Regions from separate parts of the Siniperca chuatsi genome. Here region 2 is linked to region 1. Evidence: chromatin contacts called from public Hi-C data. All regions are on one chromosome and are shown on one strand. The core of a region is the stretch at or near the end of the contact, and the rest is flanking DNA. Distances in the headings are between cores, read along the strand shown.

Region 1 (4,814 bases), core at 1,310-3,809:
ACATGACTGGGGCTGGAGAGCCTCCCCTGGGAGACAACACTAGCTGAGGTGGAGGCGGTCTTTCGCTGGGCATGGCGGGTGAAGAGCCTCCCATGCCAGGGTAGAGCATGGGCATGGCCCCGGGGTACCAGCATTTCTCCAGCATTGGCAGGTAGGCTGCAGCAGAAGGTGGAATGAGGTAGAAAGGCATGCAGAGGGGATGTGGAGGAGGCGGATGGTTGGGGGATACGCTCATGTAACTACTGTAACCGCTAGAGGACGATGATGATTCTCCACCTGAGAACAGCTCATCCTCAGACGACTCCACCCGGGGTCGTTTGTGGCGCGGCTCGTCATCCTCCTGCTTGATGCTGGAGCTCTGCCTCTCGCCCAGCGTTCGCTTCAGCTGGCTCTCCTGACCATAGTAATCTGGACGTCCCTGTGGCGCCCCAGATTCAGTCTTCTCCAGCTCTCCCCCATAACCGCTGTCTGTATCCGTATCACTGCCACTCTGCTCACTGCTCGGTGGAGCGTACGCCCGCTGGATGACAGGCACACAGTTCCTCCCATAGCCCTCGCTGGGTTTAGGGGGTAAGCTGGCGGGCATCTCCTTGTGAGGTTGGTGCTGGTGGTAGGTGGGGATTTCCTCAGGTCGAGGGCTGAGAGGAGTGCGGGGTCGGACCGGACTTTGCAGCACCTCTGCAGCTAACTTGTGAAGGTGATTGATCACATGGGATGGCGTGAAGTCTCCATCAGTCTCGTGATTGGTTAGATACTGAAGAATCTCCTTGGCACACAAGTGGAAGCCAGAGCGGAACATCTCCTCTGACTTCTCCTGGCTGACAGGAGGCTGCTCTGTAAACACAACAAGAAACCACACCATCAGAATTTTGACATGGAAGTAGCAATGCAGATTTTATGTCTATTTCCCTACAACTATAGCTATATTTGAAGTCACTTATTTGCCTGTAGTTCTGCATAATTCTGTCATCCTGTTCCACATGCATATTTGTGTGTGTGTGTGTGTGTGTGTGTGTGTGTGATCTGCAGCTCACCAATTTGCATGCCGCTCTGCAGAGCAAGGATCTTCTGCTGCTGTTGCTCCAGAAGAGAGGTGAGGGCTTTCACATGCTTGAGTGTGAGCTCTAAAACCACAGCCTTCTCCAGATGGCCCAGAGTCTGTAGGAAACAGACACAGTCAGCACATCCTCACCTCTTATACAACACATAGACTCTAAGCTTTACTACCCATGTACACATGATCTTTGGCTGTCCCATCATCATAACACTACAGCAGCAACCACAAAGGCAAAAATAATCAATAAGATGATAAGGGATCATATAAATGACACAGATAATATGCAGTCTGGAGTATTAATTATATTACAATTACATTTTAATTTTTAAAACCACCAATTTAAACAATGACACATGACAGAAGACACATCCTCTTTACTACTGACGCACAGAGGATGTAATACCACCGAACAGCCACTCGATGGTGCATGCCACTCAATACAGTGAATCCCATTATCTCTCCATACGGCATGAACTTACCGTGAGTTTGAGGTGCTCTGGTAATAAGTCTTTCAACTGAGCGATGCACTCGTTTATCCGGTCACGCCTTTTCTTCTCAATGAGTCTGTGAGGCAGCTTGTAGGTTTCCTGCAAGAATAAACAGCAATATTGGGTTAATTCAGCTGATCTGAGAGCACACAGCTAGCTCTTTATGATCAGAGGCAGTCACATCGATAGGGAGGACTCCAGGAGTTATGTCATAGCAGAAATTAGGTCAACCATTTATGGGGCTACAAGACTACTGCCAGCCTAATTCTTCCCTTTTTAGTTCACACCCTTTAATAAAAACTATATGGTTAAAACTTAACAATTGGCAATATACAAAATAATAACGGACCTTGCTCTCCTCTCCTCTCTTCATTCCACGCCTGGGTTTATAAACATACATCGGGAAATCCATCCTAAAGAAATAAAGAGAGAGAACAGCAGTAAGGTATGAGGTAATGGTTAGGTGAAGTTTATGATACAGAACAAATAACATATCAAGTGCGTTTGAGGATAAGGCTACACAGTCTAGTAAAAGCATTTAGAAGTATAACTTACCCCTGCACGTCTGCCATATCAGCCTGGTGTTTGGACAGAGGAGGTGGCTGCGCGCTTGGAATTCGCTCCATTCTTTTTACTCCAATTACGCAGTCAAAGTACGTTTCCAATGCAGTCACAAATAAATACGCATTTATTTACGCGTGACGAAAAAAAAAGTTGCAAAGCAGCAGTTAGCTAAATGCCCTAAAATGCTTTTAAAAACGGTCAGAAATGTGTACTAATTATTATTTAATACTAGTCTTGCTAATTTAAAGGTTATTTTGGGTGTGAAAATGGTTTCAAGTTAGTCCCTGCGATTTCCACGCCGTGGTCCCGCCGCTGAAGGAAGGCAACCCTCTTAGTGGCGCGTTGGGAAAGTGGGGGAGGACTGAGCGACGAGTTAAATAAACCCTCTGACTCTCAGCTCAGCCTGACCTACCTCAGTCACATGAGGCTCACGTGTTAAACGGCGCTGTATCCTCTGCGGAGGGACGTCCCACTTTCTACCGATAAGCAGCCTCAGTGGGCGGACGGCGGGTGACGTCAGAGAGGAGGGCGGCGCGTGTCGGATCCCGTGTACCACCATGCTGAAGTGTATGGAAACAAGGCTGTGCTCGCCGACGCACGGGGAATGTGCTGGCAGCTAAGCAGTGCAGGAGTTCAACAGGCCTGGGGCACGTGCGAGGCGAGTGGGTACGGTACCTACTGCCAAATAGAAATAATCAGTAAGACAGTTAAAACGCTGTAGTAGCCATATAGGCATAAATAATATCCTGCAGGTTTATTATACAGCAGTGATGCCACGAAATGTCATCAAGTGCAGTGAACGTCACTTAGCTGAGTCCTTCATGAGTGTTGAATGATGCATTGAGGTTTTAGAAACATTATGAGCTCTGCAGTCAGTGGACAACGTTAGTCAGCTGTTTTTATATTTGTAGTTTTATATTCAACATCCCATTAATGATGTAGGAACAACGGCAGCTTCTTAAGCCTAATTATTTTAAGTTAGATTGTGTTCTCACAGAACATACTAATAATAATAATGATAACAGTTATACACATTACTTGGATAATCCACCTACAGATAGTTTATAGAGTATTTGTAACATTTCAACAGCTTATTAGTTGAGATTCAACAAGTCAACTGTTTCACAAATTAAGGTTTGGTTAGGTTTAACCAATTGAATTGTCACATATACTTTATTGATAATCTGTTAAACATCTACAGACAACAGCGAAACAGTTGAAATGTTATAAATAAGCTACTCTATAACCTATCTGTAGGCGGACTATCCAAGTAAAGTGTTATCATAATAATAAATAATAATAATAATAAACATTCAGCTGTGTAGGCTATTATATCGATCTACATGTCTGCAGAAGGCAGGTGAGCTCCAGTATCGACAGTGCGGTCACGGCGGGAGAACCACGTGCACCTGTGGATGAGTGTGTGTGGAGTCAGTGTTTGTTGTCATGAGGCGCTGCCGGTTGTCACGTTGAACTCCTCATGGCCCCGGGAGCCTGCTGAGCGGACTGGGCACATCCAGCCCATCCAGCACACTGCGGCTGCACCTGCCTGCTGCAGGCTATAAGGACAGATCACACCAGTACACGCGTTTTTAATGCAGATTTTCATTAAATTATTTTCTTATTGCAAATGAAAAGGTGTATGAAGACAGGTTTGTTGAAATTTACATTGAAATTATAATGATTCCTCAAATATTTCCCTTTACTAGAAAATCTCTAATGTTAAAGCTAAAATAAAAGCATAAAGGCCTTTAAAGTCATTGATATACACATTATTTTACTCTACAAGAATAGGATATTTTGATATAAAAATATACATACAATGTCCAAACAAATTCAATACACAAGGACATCACCATACCCCATAACACAATTACAGGTCTATTACATCTTAATGACCTATACTCAAGGATAATCACCCTAATATATCAACAGTCCTGTACATGTCACATGTAAAAAGGAAGTGTCGCTTAATTTCACAATCATCAATGTGCAAGACCTTGAATTGTTTCATCATTCCTATTATAATCCATCATTTGTTCTAACTCTGCTAGTTAAAGTCAATGTGGATCCCTATGAAGCAAGAATTAAGGCAGTTTTGTGAAGCTGTAAGCAACTATCTCTATCACAGTAGGAATTATGATGTGTGTCTACCCTCCAGCTTTTTAAACATTTTTTATTTGACCACATGTCTCAGGATTTTTGCCTGGAAATCACATTTACCAAAATCCCTGCAGTAACTGAATCATATGAACTCATGCTTAAGCTCTTTTTGGGACAAGTTATTGATTTCAAAGATAGGAACACAAATCCAGTCTCGCAAGCTAGATGAGACTCAGGAGGCTACGCAAGAAGGCAACAACTTCCCTGACCTTTTTTTTTTTTATACAGTATTTTGAAAAGCAGAACTTTTCAGCATTTTGGATATGTATTATTAATAAAAAAGTTTTTACTTGAAGACCTTTTTTGTACAGTATGTATTTCTAAATCACAATTAAGTTTGGTGTACTCTTTCGCTAATTTTGACAACTTACAAAAAATTCACTAGAGATAAATATTATCTTTAAAAGCCTGATTTGGATGTTTTTTCCCCCCATGCTAATAAGAGCTAGTTCATTTGGACAATCCATCTAACTTATCTGACAAAAATAAGTAAAGTAGCAGCTGTCACAAGACAACTCTGATTAAACACGTTTTTCATAATG
Region 2 (4,732 bases), core at 1,534-4,033, 37 kb after region 1:
GGAAATTGGTAAATGGCAATGCTCCACATAAATTGTTATGCAAAAAGAGTTACATAATCACACCAAAAGAAACCAGGTCACTAAACCAGTGACACAGAGCTCCTTAGTGGCCATCTGTCACCAAAAACACAAAGGCCAAGAGACAGAGCAAGTGAAAGACAGAAAGGGTGAGAGAGCAAGAATAATAAACACACTAGGATTTACAAAGTTTGACAGTTGAACTAGTCTCTCTCTGTTGGTATGTAGTGTTTCTTCTGTATGCACTAAATATGGTATGTTACCAGGGTTTTATCTATATAATGTAATGACTCTGTTATTTACTTTTCGAGAGGCGCAAACTTGAGCCACACCAGTCAGACTCACGTCACATATCTGACGTCTTTCGATAAACTTTACAAAAATCAAAAAAAGGCTTAAATCACAATCACTGTGATTTTCCCTGGATTTTAGCATTTTCACTTAACTTGGCTTGTTAACTTCCCCTAGACCAAATAGTAAAAAATTTTGCTACTGGACTTTCGTTGAGGCAGTTGCACAGAAAGGAAGCATCATTATAAACTCCCCCATCAGTTGGTGTCTAAAAATACGCCTCACTGCTTGATAGAAATAAGATGGTGAGGATCTGAACATTTAGCTGGGCAACATGAGACGGAGGCCTCTGTAAACGAGGATCATGGTGCCACTGAAATTCAACTAGTTTAGAGAGTTTGAAGCCACATGACCATCATGCTAGTGAATTACTCTGAACTACAGATAGGTGACACTTCACTTAGTTTCTACAAGTTTCTAGAACTGTTTTGGAGGAAAGTAACACAATTCTTCCAAAAGATATTCCCTCATTTGGTGTTTTGATGATGGTGGTGGAGAGCGTTGTCTAACATGTTGTTCCAAAAATCACACATAGGTGTTCAACTGGATTGAGATCCGGTGACTGTGAAGGCTGTACATGATTCACATCCTTTTCATACTCACATATAGGTTCCTTAAACAGTGCAGTACAAACTACAGTACACTCTGGACCTTGCTTATGTATTATACAGTATAGCTGCACTGACAAAAGACATTTGTGCAGAGTCCCCTGCTCAAAAATAGCACACAGCCCCTAGCCCGACACAGAACATCTTCACCCCAGGAATTAAATGCTCCCCAAACTCAAAAGCTTGATGTCCTTTGAAAACTATTTATTATTAGAATTAATAAAAACAGGACCGTTTTCAGCTTTGTGACAGTATATTTTTTCAGATACTTGAATGGGTTTTTAATTTTTTTTTAGCTTAAGAAATATGAGAATTTGCTCAACCCATATAGGAACACTACAATTTTAGAGGTACATGCCCAGTGATCTCTCTCTGTCTCTCTCTGTATGAGAGAGACAGAGAGAGATCACTGAGAGAGAGAGAGAGAGAGAGAGAGAGAGAGTTTGTTTGTCAGTGTGGGTGGGGGCAGGGGCAAAAGCATAGTGAGACAGATCAAGAAAGTGAAAGTGACAGACATAGACACAATGTGAAAGAAGAAAGGGAAAACACAGAATATACTCACATAAATGCTTTGGAATGCACAAAATGCAAATGCAAACGTTTCTAATATTTCCAGTACTTTCGTTGACGAGCAAACCTCAAAGTTTATGACTTGTACTCGGCTTAGCACTTGAGAAATTATTTGGATTTTTAGTGTCAAGATGTCAAACTTACTTTTGACACGTGCAACAATTGATTTGATCCCACCTGAAGACAACTTAGTAGGACAGAGTTCAACAGCAGGTCAGGGGGCTGCACACTCAGTACTCAACATTTTCCACAAGTCTGTGGACACCACATCCAACCACAAAGCAATATGCTGATCAGAGTAGATATGTGCAGTTAATCAGCCCCAGTCTGACCATAGACACCACAGAGTAACCCCTCACAGCTGCCACATCCGCCCCTATTGCAGAGCATTCCACCAAACTGGAAACTCCCCGGGGCAAACCCCTGATCATGCTCGCACCTCTCAGTTCAACAATGGAGGAAATAAATGAGCGTGCACACACATGCACATAGAGTGCATTCTACGTAATTAGGTGACTTTTCTAAAAGTGCGTAAATAAACATGTCATTGAGTCTTTGCAGGCTGAGACTGAGTCATAGTTAAACCAGTGGTGAATGACATGAAAACTGGGGTTTACCACTTGGCAGCTCGTTATGCGCAGACAGAAATGCAGACTAAATTAAAAGACTGTGCCTCTGTCATTTTCATTGCAACTGACATACTTCTATACCAGCACTGTAAAATTAATTTCTGTCTTGAACAGAGTGAGCAATGCATCTAAAAGTCGAAAGAAGATTTTTTTCTTCTAAATCCGTCCACCGGCAAGCTTGCCAAGGGAAGAAACAGGGAGGTGAAAGGGATGAAACATGACTTACTTCCAACACGGCGGGCTTGCATAACTGCTTTGACTAGACCATGCACACGCACACACACGGCCAGGTGAAGAGGGGAGACAGAAAGCAAAAGCTCAACACTGTGTATCCTGAACTCCTCTGGCTCTTACATAAGTCTGACAGCCAAAGAGCAATGGATTTAGCTGATAATCACCTCCCTGACATTTAGCAACAGTATCGGTGTGGTTTGCACACATTGGGGAGGTCAAAAATACATCTCTTGCTATCTCCATTTCAAAAAAATGCCTTGATAATAACTTGCAGAATACTACTGTATAGATCAACCTCATGTGACACATATAAGCCATGTGTCCTATTCAGCAAGCTCACATATTCACCGTTCCTCTTTAATCATATACTATGCTATTCTGCTTTACTCAAAGGGCAACAGAAGAGACATCAGCCAACGATGCACTTTCATATCACACCTACGCAAACACTCACAGCCGACTCCATTAAGTTTACACAGAGTGGGTGTGTGTTTGCATCCAAGTGAGAAAGTGTGTGAGTGGAAGTGGGGAGTATTTGGAGTCGTTGAGGAATTGTGTCACAATGATTTAATGGCGCCAAAAGGGGAAAAAGAGGAGAAAAAGGGGCATGGGGGTGGGGCACTCTTACATCAGAGCTGCTTTTCATGTGTAGAGAGACAGAGATACAACATTTAACAGGTGTGTGTAGGGATCATTTCTCTCTCACACATGCAAACAGCCCTTCAGCTCCCACCCCTCCACCCCCATGACTGCAACTTACATTTATACACACAGGTGCACACACACACACACACACAGACAGACACACATACACACACGCAGGCAGTGTGCGTAAACAGCTCCTCCACACTTTTATTGGCAATTACTGCTGAAGGTCACACATCAGCGGAGGGGCTGAGTTCCAGGAAAAAAAGCCTGGTTCTTATGTAACCTCAGCCCAGAGTTGGCAGGGGCCCAGGAATCGTGCAGCTCTCAAGCAAGGAAAACTAGGACACAGCCTCAATGACTGCCACAGCCCCTCACAGCCCCACACACTTACAACACGTACACAGTCACAGTGCCCTCTATTGGCCCCTAAAGCAGATACAGGGGAAACACCCTACAAAAACATGAACATTGACAGAGACAATAAAACACCTTGATGAAAAGAAAAAGAGAGGGACGGAAGTGATATGGCTTTTGTGGCTTTACTATATTCACCATCATCTTTTAGTGTAACCAGACATGGCCATTTTCCCCTGAACTGTTTGGAACAGATATGGAATGCCAGCCTATTTATTATTGTGAGCTCATTATCATTTTAAAAGTTATCACAGATTAAATGTAATGACAATTTCTTTTTATGTGTGCCACATGGTTATGTATATGATTATTGTCAGTTGATCAATGCTGCATTCCGTTGTTCATTTTGTGTCTCTTATTTTTCTTTATTCATGTCTTTTTTATTTCTAATTAGTAAAAGCCTCAGAGAGGTCATGACGTCTCTTTTCACATCTGCTAGGAGTGTAAAATGAAATGTGACATCAGTATTAAACTGGAGTTAATGTTCAAATATACAGTAAATATGTCCCAAAATGACTTATTTGATATGGTGCTTACATTGGCAGAAATTAGGGCATCCAGTGTGAGAACAGTGAGCAGAGGCAAATGCTGCACTGGCAGTTTGCCCAGCCAGCAAGTGACTCACCTTGGAACTTGGAATAACACAACTCTCTTGGGCAACACGCAGTCAGCCACAGCACTCATCTCCCTACAGTATCTCTCTCTCTTTCTCACCGTTTTCAGTTGATCTAAACACCGGTTTAAGGCAGACAGTGCAGCAGGTGTGTAAGACAGAATCAGCCTACCAGTATTTGTTACCAGCTGTGCCTAGAGCCTCCGCTACCTACAGCACACAGCCACAGCAGCTGCCACAGTACAGATACAGAACAACTACTAGTGTAACACAGACATAACAGCCAGACAGACATAGCAACCCAGGGAAACAAGGGCATGAATAGAAGAAAAAGAGAAACAACCTTAGGCATATCCATCTCATCATCAAAGGCCCTGAGCTGAAAGAGAACAGAGGGTTTAAGGAGTTAGATAACAACACAGGAAGGAGGAAGCTAAAGCAGAGGTCAATGATACAGCATGACATGTTAGTTAAGTGAGTTAAGACTGTGGAGATACTTATCAAACTTCAGCAGCACAGAAGGAATAGTATTTATGAATAGATATTTCCCACAGTGCAGAATTAGTGCAGTCTCATACAGTGGTGAGTGTGGCTGAAAGCATTTCTGCTGAGAAGTGTTCAGTCCTGCCTTATTGACTGCAGAGGTG

What was found. Hi-C and Micro-C count contacts between places; a contact is called where the count stands out from the background.
Region 2: a contact with region 1 is called in a Hi-C map of liver, with 3 times the contacts expected there. The contact joins the enhancer-like site here to the promoter of LOC122869262 in region 1. A contact is called at or near these places in 3 of 3 Hi-C or Micro-C datasets (liver, skeletal muscle and an unstated tissue).

Annotation. Positions count from the first base shown.
Region 1 is chrLG2:19,540,346-19,545,159 of ASM2008510v1, forward strand. It overlaps LOC122869262 (class E basic helix-loop-helix protein 40-like), which reads right to left and starts at 2,560. Exons shown (of 5, transcript XM_044182081.1): 1 at 2,101-2,560; 2 at 1,895-1,958; 3 at 1,537-1,644; 4 at 1,035-1,158; 5 at 1-834. The coding sequence starts at 2,171.
Region 2 is chrLG2:19,577,373-19,582,104 of ASM2008510v1, forward strand. LOC122869241 (inositol 1,4,5-trisphosphate receptor type 1-like) reads right to left here. Exons shown (of 62, transcript XM_044182032.1): 40 at 4,429-4,464. Among protein-coding and RNA genes, the nearest start is that of LOC122869241, 36 kb to the right of the region's middle. Within about 2 kb of position 2,784, the one cell type or tissue checked has an H3K27ac peak away from gene starts, as active enhancers do. A contact at or near this core is called in liver, where this site is marked.